Regions from separate parts of the Sus scrofa genome. Here region 1 is linked to region 2. A link is a contact called in public promoter capture Hi-C data. All regions are on one chromosome and are shown on one strand. Each heading gives the region's core, a stretch centred on a gene start, on an enhancer-like site or on the middle of the called end of the contact. The rest is flanking DNA. Distances are from core to core; before and after follow the strand shown.

Region 1 (5,085 bases), core at 748-3,247, 130 kb after region 2:
CCGCTGAGCTACAAAAGGAATTCCTATTCTAGATCTTTTGATCATCTGCAGCAACCTAAGATTCAGTAAGCCGGATAGACAGGTAAATGGCTGCTCAATTACTAACAATCCAGACCAACTACGAATGAGTACAAAAGGATGATTTCAGAAAAGCTGCTTTCATTAACTGCTTTGCTTCTGAGAAGTGGAGAAAAAGAGTAACTGACTTACTTCTTTCAAAGGGAAAAGAAATGAAGGCCAAAGAAGCGGTTTACTCAGAGCCTTATCACTGATTACTCGCGAGACTGTCACTGTAGCAGCCTAATAAAATCTGCAATTCCTCAAATCAGTTCAATGGGCGTTTCTGTAGTAAACTGTGGCTAATATATTCAAGGAATTTTTTTTTGTGGGATTCCCAAGAAGTACCCTGGCTTTGTAGCTTGAGGACTGGCAAGCTAGGGTGAGAGTACAGAGAGATCCAGAGCTGGGGCTCCAGAGTCAGACTGCCCAGGGCTGAATTCAGGCTGCTGAACTTTCTAGTGGTGTGACTTTGGCTAAATTACTTAATCTCTCTACACTTCAGTTACAAATCAAGAATTATCTTAATACCTACCTCAAGGGCTGATATGAGAATTAAGTGCAGTAACATAAAGTTTCTTTCTGCACCACGGACCTGCACGAAATAAGCACTTAAAAACATTAGCTGTTTTGTTTTGTGTCTTTTCTAGGGCCGCACCCGTGGCATATGGATGTTCCCAGGCTAGAGGTCTAACTGGAGCTGTAGCCACAGGCGTACACCACACCCACAGCTCCACGAGATCTAAGCCGCGTCTGCGACCTACACCACAGCTCATGGCAATGCCAGATCCTTAACCCACTAAGCGAGGAGGCCAGGGTTGGAACCTGCAACCTCATGGTTACTAGTCGGATTCGTTAACCACTGAGGCACGAGGGGAACCCTTCAAAAACGTTAGCTGTTATTAACATTACGTACACCAACCTTCACTGACAACACAGAGCCTTGACCCGCTTGCTCTAGGAGTCAAACGTCATGACTTGACCTTGGAAGCCTTCCCGCTGACCTCAAATGTACTAGTCAACAAGAAAGGAAACTTACTGGGCCCCTACTACGTGCCAGACGCAGTGTGAGGCTCTCTCGTGTTATCTTTTTATTCGGCGAGGAAACCGAGCAGAAGCACGTGGAGTCGAGCGCGCACGCCGAGGCCGTGCTCAGCTCATCACTTCTTTCCTGACTATTCTTAACTCGGGCCTCCGAATTGAAGCTATTTTTCCAGAAGGCTCTTCCTTCAATTTCTCTACAGCCGCTCAAGGGAAAGGTCAACAGACACGTGCCTCCGAGCCTGGACTCACGTCAGAAACCAGATGTCCCCATGCAAGACTCGGGAAGCCAACAGACCCCTGGGGAGGTTCCCTGGTGGCCTTGACCTTGGTGTCTAAGACTCGGTTTCCCATCCTGCCGGCTGGGGGCGAGGACACAGCCCCTGAACCAGGGCGGGTGTGAGCCGAGCCGGGCACCGGGTCCCGGAAGACTTGGACCCCTATTCCACTTCCACCTTCGGGACCCATTCCTTCCCGGGGGGGTTCGGGGGCCTCTGGCCTTGTCCGGACGCAGCGCGCGCAGCGCACCCGCCGCGGAGAGCCGGGGCAGACAGCGACCCGGACACCCCCGGCGCAAGGGTCGGGGCGGTGGGGACGGCCCGGTCGGCCGGCGGTCGCGCACGGCGGCCAGGGTCACGCGGCCTCGCTGCCGGGCCCCAGCCACCCGGGGCGGGAACGGGGCGGCCGCCGCCAGCCTGGCTGCCCCCAGAACGACCCGGCCGGGCCTCAGCCCCGAGAGCGACCCGCCGCAGGCCTCACCTCCCTGCGCACGTTCAGCAACGAGTAATAGTCTTCATTGTCCAGCTCCTCCTCGCTCAAGGCCGTCGCCATCTTTGCAACCTTTCACCCCGCCGAGCCCGCAAGGCCGTGCTCAAGAGGGACCCTCGGTGCGCGGCTCCAACAGCGTCGGCCGGTGCGGCTGCCCCACAGCGTCCCCTGGCGGCTGGGAGTCGCGCCACCGCCGTCTCCGCCCGGAAGGAGCGCGCCTGCGCCCTGCGCCCCCGCGCGGCCGAGGGCTGGATGCGGCGCTCCGGGGGCCCCGCACGTGCCTCCCGGGGACCTAAAGCCTCCGCGGATTGCCCTAGGGCTGTGCCTGGGCGGGAGAGGGGACTTTGCAGCCACACCCGGGGGTTGTCACCATCTGGGCGCCGGGGAAGACAATCTTCTGCAACACCCCCGTCTCCCTCGCCGGGCCCCGGGCAGAATGCATCGAAATCCCAATCCCCTCTGGGCCACACGGCCAGCTACCCCGGCGAGGCCACTCCAGGCCCCATTTGCTGCCTTGTCTTTACACAGGAGACATCCAGAATGGCACGTATTTCTGCCTCCAATGGTCGTCCCCTCGTCTCTTGACCACCTGCAACCCTGCCCAGAGGGTGACCTTCCTCGTTTTCGTTTTTCATTCTTACCCCATATTTAGGGGCACCTGGCCATTTTTCTGCTGCTTAAATGACGAGGCAATAGCCGTTGGGTTCCCACTATTACTGTCTCTGGCAGGCGTGCATATACCTGCAGACTCTATCCCAGAGCTGTTCTCTTGTAAATTTCTATCTTCTAGGTTAGCCCCGGAGTCTAATTGATTTCAACTCGGTGCCTGCTGTTCTGTGCGCTGTTAAAGCTGTCTCCCTTACAATCATCTAAATAATTTAAACGTCTTTGAAATGATGCCGTTATCAAGAGAAGCTGGACAGGAGAGCGCCTGTGCTCTTGTCACCAGCTTGGCCGACCTGTGCCAATTCTTCATTATTTCTCAATAACGTTTGTTCCTTAACTAACCATTGATTCAGAAGCATCCCGGTTGCCCTTCCTAAGCAGGTCCCCTGGGAAGCTCCAAACACCTGTCTGTGGATTTGAGAAGTTGATTTCTTTCTCTTCCTAATTTTTGACCAGATGTGCGCCATCTGGGCCTGTGTATGGTCCTTTCCAAGTTGCCCAGCCCTCTGAAGGATCTTTTGGCATGAGACACTTAGATGTGCGGAGACACGTTGAGTCAGCCTGGAACAGACTGTCAGCCCACGTTGTAAATGAAGAGCTATTTTTTTATTTGCGTGAGGTTTCCCTGTGATTGCGTTCACAGACATTCCCGGTTCATCCTCTATTCCAGCGATTTTTTTAATGGTCTCCCCCCCCCTTTTTTTTTTCCTCCATTGCAGAGCAGTGATTAGGGCTAAACTGCATGCTGACATTTGCTGGTCTTTAAGGATTTCTCTCAGAGAGGCTGGGGGCGAAGCTATGACGGTGAGATATCCCTTTTTTCCTTTGGGTTGTAGACATTAATTGGGACATGATGCTCAGGTGGGTAGAGGAATCCTTTGCCACATTCCCCCTGCTTTGGAAAACACTGCCTCAAGGGATTACGTGAGCGGAACAGAACACACGTCTCGGAACACCCAGGTCTGTGGTTCTGTGATTGAGAATGACCTGGTTTTTATCACCACTCAAACAAAATAAATAGTGGCTCAGGGATGTCTGCGTTTCGGTCCTCTCTTGGGTCCGCCGTGTTTTGCATGACGGTTACTTGGAAAGGGGTTGTGACAAATGGGAAATAAAGTAAAAGATGCCACACGCCTGAGAATAAATTTAGTTTGGAGGTTGACTTTCTTGTTTCTCCCCTCCAGAAACCCCGATCTAGGATGGGCGAAATAACGCAAAGCAAGAGCAGTACAAATTTATAAGTTAACACCCATCCAACAAAATACTCACGCCAGAGCAGTGACAAAAGTCAGCCACATTAACTCATTGTCTTGCACTTTTGTTTTCTTTGTATTGGGTCAGGTCACTAAGGAATTTGTTACTTGGCTGCATTGTCTAATATACTTATGTCATATGTTTCTATTAAACATGGATATTTATACACATAGGTAAGTATATATTATATATGTATATGATTGCATTGAATTCTCTCATCTTTATTATTATTTATTTTCTTGGCTGTGGCAGGCAGTGGCTTGATGTGGGCTCTCAAATCCCAGGCCGGGCGGAGCTTGAACTCTGGCCACAGCAGTGAAAGCACCGAATCCTAACCACTAGACCGCCAGGGAACCCCCTGAATTCTCTCATCTTTAAATGGTAACGATAAGGTCATTTACCTCCATCGTTGTCATGTTCAGAGTGACCCCAGAGTAGGTGGCTTCAGCATAGCCACTCAGGAAGTTTCATCTGTTTAAAGACTCGACCCTGGGCCCTCCCTTCTAGCATGCAAGGTTAGGGTTGCTGGATGAAATGCAGGATGGTGATTAAATTCGAATTTCAGATAAACAATGATTAATTGTTAGTAAAATACATTACTGTTGTCAGGGACATATACTAAAAAATTCACTGTTTACCTGAAATTCAAATTTAACTGGGTGTTCTATATTTTTATTTATTTTATTACCGTTTTTTTTTTTTTTGGCTGTGCCTGCAGCACTTGCAAGTTCCTGGGCCAGGGATCGCACCTGAACTACAGCAACAATCCAAAGCCACAGCACTGACAATGCAGGATCCTTAACCTGCTGCACCACATGGGAACTCCATCTTGTATTTTTTTTTTGAGGGCCCTACCTGAGGCACCTGGACGTTTGCAGGCTAGAGGTTGAATCAGAGCTGCAAGTGCCGGCCTACACCATAGCCGCAGCAACGTGGGATCCGATCCGCATCTGTAACCTCTGTCAAAGCTTTACAGCAACGCTGGATCTTTAACTCACTGACTGAGGCCAGGGATTGAACTTGCATCCCCATGGATACTATGTTGGGTTCTTAGCCTGCTGAGCCACAAGGGGAACTCCTGTCCTGCATTTTTTTTTTTTGAGAGTTAAGCTTTATTGGGGGCAAAATTAGGACTTAAACCCGGGTAGTTCTGGAAAAAATGACTCCCCTGTCCCGTATTTGTATATGTTTTGCATCTGGCAACCTCCACTAGAAACCTTATAACCTTCCCCATTCCCTGAATGATACTCTGAAGAGATGAGGTGAGCAGCCTGAACCCCCACCCTTTGCTACAATTCA
Region 2 (5,196 bases), core at 1,662-4,161:
TACAGCTCCGATTCAACCCCTAGCCTGGGAACCTCCATATGCCTCGGGAGCGGCCCAAGAAATAGCAACAACAGCAACAACAACAACAACAACAAAAAGACAAAAGACAAAAAAATAAAAAAAATAGGAGTTCCCGTCGTGGCGCAGTGGTTAACGAATCCGACTAGGAACCATGAGGTTGCGGGTTCGGTCCCTGCCCTTGCTCAGTGGGTTAAGGATCCAGCGTTGCCATGAGCTGTGGTGTAGGTTGCAGACGCGGCTCGGATCCCGCGTTGCTGTGGCTCTGGCGTAGGTCAGTGGCTACAGCTCCGATTCAACCCCTAGCCTGGGAACCTCCATATGCCGTGGAAGCGGCCCAAGAAATAGCAACAACAACAACAACAACAACAACAAAAAAAAGACAAAAAAAAAATAAAAAATAAAAAAATTAAAAAAATTAAAAAAAAATAAAAAATAAAAATTATGAGCTTTAGAAGTTTCCATCATGGCTCAGGGGTTAGCAAGACCAGCTAGCATCCATGAGGACGCAGGTTCAATCGCTGCCCTTGCTCAGCGGGTTAAGGATCCAGCATTGCCAGGAGCTGTGGTGTAGATCACAGACGTGGCCCAGATCCCACACTGCTGTGGCTGTGGCCTAGGGTGGCGGCTACAGCTCCCACTGGATCCCTAGCCTGGGAACCTCCACATGCCACAGGTGGGGCCCTAAAAAGGACAAAAAGACATAAATTATTAGCTTTATTATATGGTACATCCTCAGAAAATCACTCAGTTCTTTTCATTACCTCGGTTCAGATGCGACTTGAGCAAAGTCCGGGCTTCCCTTTTCATCTCCTTCTTGCTTTTCTCAGACACTGAGTAGTGAACTGCGGTGACAGTCAGGCGAGCGTGCGTATAGGTGGAGTACACGTCCTGAGCGGGCTGGCCTTGGCTGATGTTAAAACCGAGCACCTGCACTTGACCGTAGAGGCAGGTCACACGACAGATCCCGCTAAAGATGAAGCTCTAGATGGAAAGAAAAAAGAAAGGGAGAAAGAAAGTTACAGAGTCTGTTACTAACAACTAAAAACTTCAAAGTTCTTAACTGGCTGTGCAGACATCAAAAGGCGGCTGATTTCTAGTAACAGAGTACCTTGTAGGTGACTATCTAGTATTCCCCCCCCACCTGCTGTACAGCATGGGGATCAAGTTATTTTTACATGTGTACATTTCCCCCCCACCCTTTGTTCTGTTGCAATATGAGTATCTAGACGTAGTATTTTTAACTAATAGTATCACTATCTTTTTTTTCTTTTTAGGGCCACATCTGGGGCATATGGAGGTTCCCAGACTTGGGGTCAAATTGGAGCTGCAGCTGCCGGCTTACACCACAGCTGCAGTAATGCCCGATCCAAGCCGAATCTGCAACCTAAGCTGCAGCTTACTGGCAACACTGGATCCTTAATCCACTGAGAGAGGCCAGGGATGGAACCCACATCCTCAGGGACACTATGTCCAGTTAAGAGCCACAATGGAACTCCAACTAACAGAGTATTTTAACTAATTAACATTTTAAACCTATGATCATATCCTACAGCAGCTATAGGGACAGAGAGTCTGTTTTTTTTTTTTTTTGTTTTTCTTTTTAGGGCTGTACCCAAGGCACGTGGAAGTTCCCAAGCTAGGGGTCAAATCTAAGCTGCAGCTGCTGGGCTACCCACAGCCACAGCAATGAAGGACCCTAGCCAAGACTGTCACTTACACCTCAGCTCACGGCAGTGCTGGATCCTTAACCCACTGAGCAAACACAGGGATCAAACCTGTTCTCATGATACTAGTTAGATTCGTTACCGCTGAGCCACAATAGGAACTCCGGGACAGGCTGGTGAACACTGACCCAAGGGGGTCTCCCAAACTCAGCTCTGCTGTTCTCACGGCTCTCTGTCCTCACAAAGGCCCAGGCCTGCAGAGCCTCTGCCTTTCTTAGGGTTTTACTTCCCTCCTGCATAGAGGGGGACTGCCTAGACCAAGGTCCAGGTGAAGAGCAGGGGCCCTGCCATGAGGCTGCCAGAATGTGACTGTTGGCTCTGCCTCCACGTATACTTTTTGCCAAGTTACCTAAGCTATACTCTTCCTCTCTGTAAACATTCCTAGTGGTAATGACTCCATAGAGAGCTGGTAGTGTTAACGGAGTTCATATGCCCAAAACACTCAGAACACTTAAGGGCCCGGCATACCAAAGCACCCAGTAAATGCGGTCTATTCTTATAATTATTATTCTATTTTAAGTCCCTCCAGCTCCGCAGACCTAGAATTAGGGAGGTCCTTGTTACCCTCGGTTCAGCACCACCGCCCGAGGAATGCGCCCGTCTTACAGCCGGAGAACCCGCAGAAGGATACTGTCTCTCCCAGTCGGCAGCTGCCAGTCAGCAGCTCCCGGGGCTCCCCTCCACCCGCTCTGCCCGCCCGGCTCCCTCGGCGCGACCCACCTGCCCAAGCGGCAGCAGCACCAACGCACGGCCCGGGCCGGCCGGCCGCACTGGCGGGATGGAGAGGATGGCGGAACAACTTGTGGTCAGGTCCGCGGCCACGTCTGGGCTGGGGTCCGGCCTGGGGACCGCGGTCTTGGGCCTCCGGGGCGCCGCCGCGCGCGACACCAGGCAGCCGCCCTCCCGCCAGTCCACGCCGGCCGCCTGGGCATGCAGCAGCCGCCGCCGAAGCCGCCTTCGGCCGCACCAACGCAAAGTCCTGAGCCGCCGGCGGGGCCGGTGGCCGAGAATGAGTTGGGACCGGGCCTTGCGGGCCCGCAGCCACGTGGAGCGGGAGGAACCCCGCTTGAGCACCAGCACTGAGTCCGCCATGCTGGTCCCCGGCGCCTCTCTCTGGCGAATCTCGCGAGAGAGCCCGTCGCTCCGCCCCGCGGCCCGTCAAGCCGGCTGGGAGCCACGGGCGCTCTCTGCCGGCGGCCTCGGCAGCGCACCCGGACCTTGGCGGGCCCCTCGGAGTCTCACGCCCGCCGGCGACCGGAGAAGGGGCCGCCTGGATGACACCTAGCCGGGCGGTCCCAGCGAGGGTGACATTTACATTATGCAAAAGATCTTATCTGGCCGCCCGGGGGCGGAAGTCGGTTACCCCGAGTCCAGGGCCACCTCTCCGGAAATCCACCAAGGTTTTTTTTTTTCCCCTGGCAGAAAAAGCTCCAGGCTTGGCGTTGTAAACAAAACCGGTCTATTTGCATAGCCTCTGTTTGCATGCATTTGTCTTTTGAGTTGTAGCCAGCAAGCCTGTAAAACCAGGCGTAACTAGGATGATTCACTCAGAATTTCAACTTAAGCATCCTGAGGACTGGGGTGGGGGTAGGGAGCAACGCAGAACTTTGTCTCACGTGGTGAACGGAGGCCCGGGTAAGAGGTTCTAAAGTCTGCAGCTCCCTGATGGAACGGTCCCCGTTCCCAGCCGCCCCCCCCCCCCCGCAACTGTGTTCCAGCCTTCCCCTCCCCCACCCGAATACTGGGGCTCCCTTTCTGAGCTGGGTGAGGCCACAGGCACCAGAGCAAGGACAGAACCCACAACCGTCCAGAGGAAGGGTCAGGGGGTGCCACCTGGCTTGCACCTGTGCCTTGACTCTGCCCAGTTCCTGAGGAGGACCGCAAGCCCGGAAGGCCTAGGCCAACAGCCGGGTTCCTACAACCGGGCTCCTGTCCCACCCCTTTGAAAGGCATGAAGCTGGGAGGCATCCTGGCAGCTGCAACCTTTCTATTTAAACAGCCCAGCCTGGTCGGAGGGCGTCGCTCGGCCATGCCAGGCTCAGGGCGGCGGTCTGGCCAGCATGTTGCTCTGGGAGGCGTGCCTGCTGGGTCTGCAGCTCTCCCTCTCCTGCTGCTGGGCTTTGGGCTGCCAGGGCCCAGAGTCCTCCCCTGACTTCAGCCTCCCTGGGGACTACCTTGTAGCTGGCCTCTTCCCTCTACACGGTGACCACCCAGAGGCGAGGCGCAGACCCACAGTGGCCTTCTGTGACAGGTGAGTGAGGGGTCCACGGAACGGTCAGCGAGGGGGCCCTGTGCCTACAGGGTCTTTGCCAGCCCTCCTCAGCAAGACCTTCTGCCTCTGGGGTTACTATTTGAGGGGTTTTTTTGTTTCGTTTTGTTTCTTTTTATTATTACTCAAATGAATTTATCAGATCTGTAGTTGTATAATGATCATAACAATCTGATTTCACAGGATTTCCATCCCACAGCCCAAGCACATCCCTCCACCCCCCAAACTGTATCCTCCAGAGACCGTAGTTTTTTTATTGTTTGTTTTTGTGTTTTGTCTTTTTGCCATTTCTTGGGCCGCTCCCGCGGCATATGGAGGTTCCCAGGCTAGGGGTTGAATCAGCTGCCAGCCTACGCCAGAGCCATAGCAACGTGGGATCCGAGCCGCGTCTGCAACCTACACCACAGCTCACGGCAACGCCGGATCGTTAACCCACTGAGCAAGGGCAGGGACTGAACCCGCAACCTCATGGTTCCTAGTCGGATTCGTTAACCACTGTGCCACAATGGGAACTCCAAGACCGTAGTTTTTCAGTGTCTGTGAGTCAGCATCTGTTCTGCAAGGAAGTGCAGTGTGTCCTTTTTTCAGATTCCACATGTCAGTCAAAGCATTTGATGTTGGTGTCTCATTGTCTGACTTCACTTAGCATGATGATTTCTAGGTCCATCCATATTGCTAAAAATGCCGGTATTTTGTTCTTTTTAATGGCTGAGTAATATTCCATTGTGTGTATGTACCACATCTTCTTGATCCAGTCCTCTGTCGATGGACATTTAGGTTGTTTCCATGTCTTGGCTATTGCAAATAGTGCTGCAATGAAAACATCGGAGTACATGTGTCTTTGTGAGTTGTTGTTTTCTCTGGATAGATGCCCAGGAGTGGGATTGGGGTTTTGTTTTTTACTTTGGGGTTTTTGGTCTTTTCAGGGCCGCACCCATGGCATATGGAGTTGTCAAGGCTAAGGGTCCATTCGGAGCTGTAGCAGCCAGCCTACACCACAGCCAGATCTGAGCCGCGTCTGCGACCTATCCTGCAGCTCAGGCAACACAGGATCCTTAACCCACTGAGTGAGACCAGGGATCAAACCTGCAACGTCATGGTTCCTAGTTGGATTCGTTTCCACTGCACCACAATGGGAACTCCCTGTTTTTTGTTTTTTTGTTTTTTGGCTGCCCCATGGCA

What was found. Promoter capture Hi-C pulls out the DNA fragments that hold promoters and counts their contacts.
Region 1: a promoter capture Hi-C map of liver shows a contact between it and region 2, with 3 times the contacts expected there. The contact joins the promoter of DNAJC11 here to the promoter of TAS1R1 in region 2. A contact is called at or near these places in 1 of 5 promoter capture datasets (liver) and 1 of 2 datasets of contacts at active chromatin or transcription factors (alveolar macrophages).

The regions. Positions count from the first base shown.
Region 1 is chr6:67,527,961-67,533,045 of Sscrofa11.1, forward strand. It overlaps DNAJC11 (dnaJ homolog subfamily C member 11), which reads right to left and starts at 1,998. Exons shown (of 14, transcript XR_002344878.1): 1 at 1,858-1,998.
Region 2 is chr6:67,393,562-67,398,757 of Sscrofa11.1, forward strand. It overlaps TAS1R1 (taste receptor type 1 member 1), which reads left to right and starts at 2,912. Exons shown (of 6, transcript XM_013988748.2): 1 at 2,912-3,996. The coding sequence starts at 3,806. NOL9 (polynucleotide 5'-hydroxyl-kinase NOL9) reads right to left here and starts at 2,881. Exons shown (of 12, transcript XM_003127541.5): 1 at 2,466-2,881; 2 at 783-1,002. The coding sequence starts at 2,837.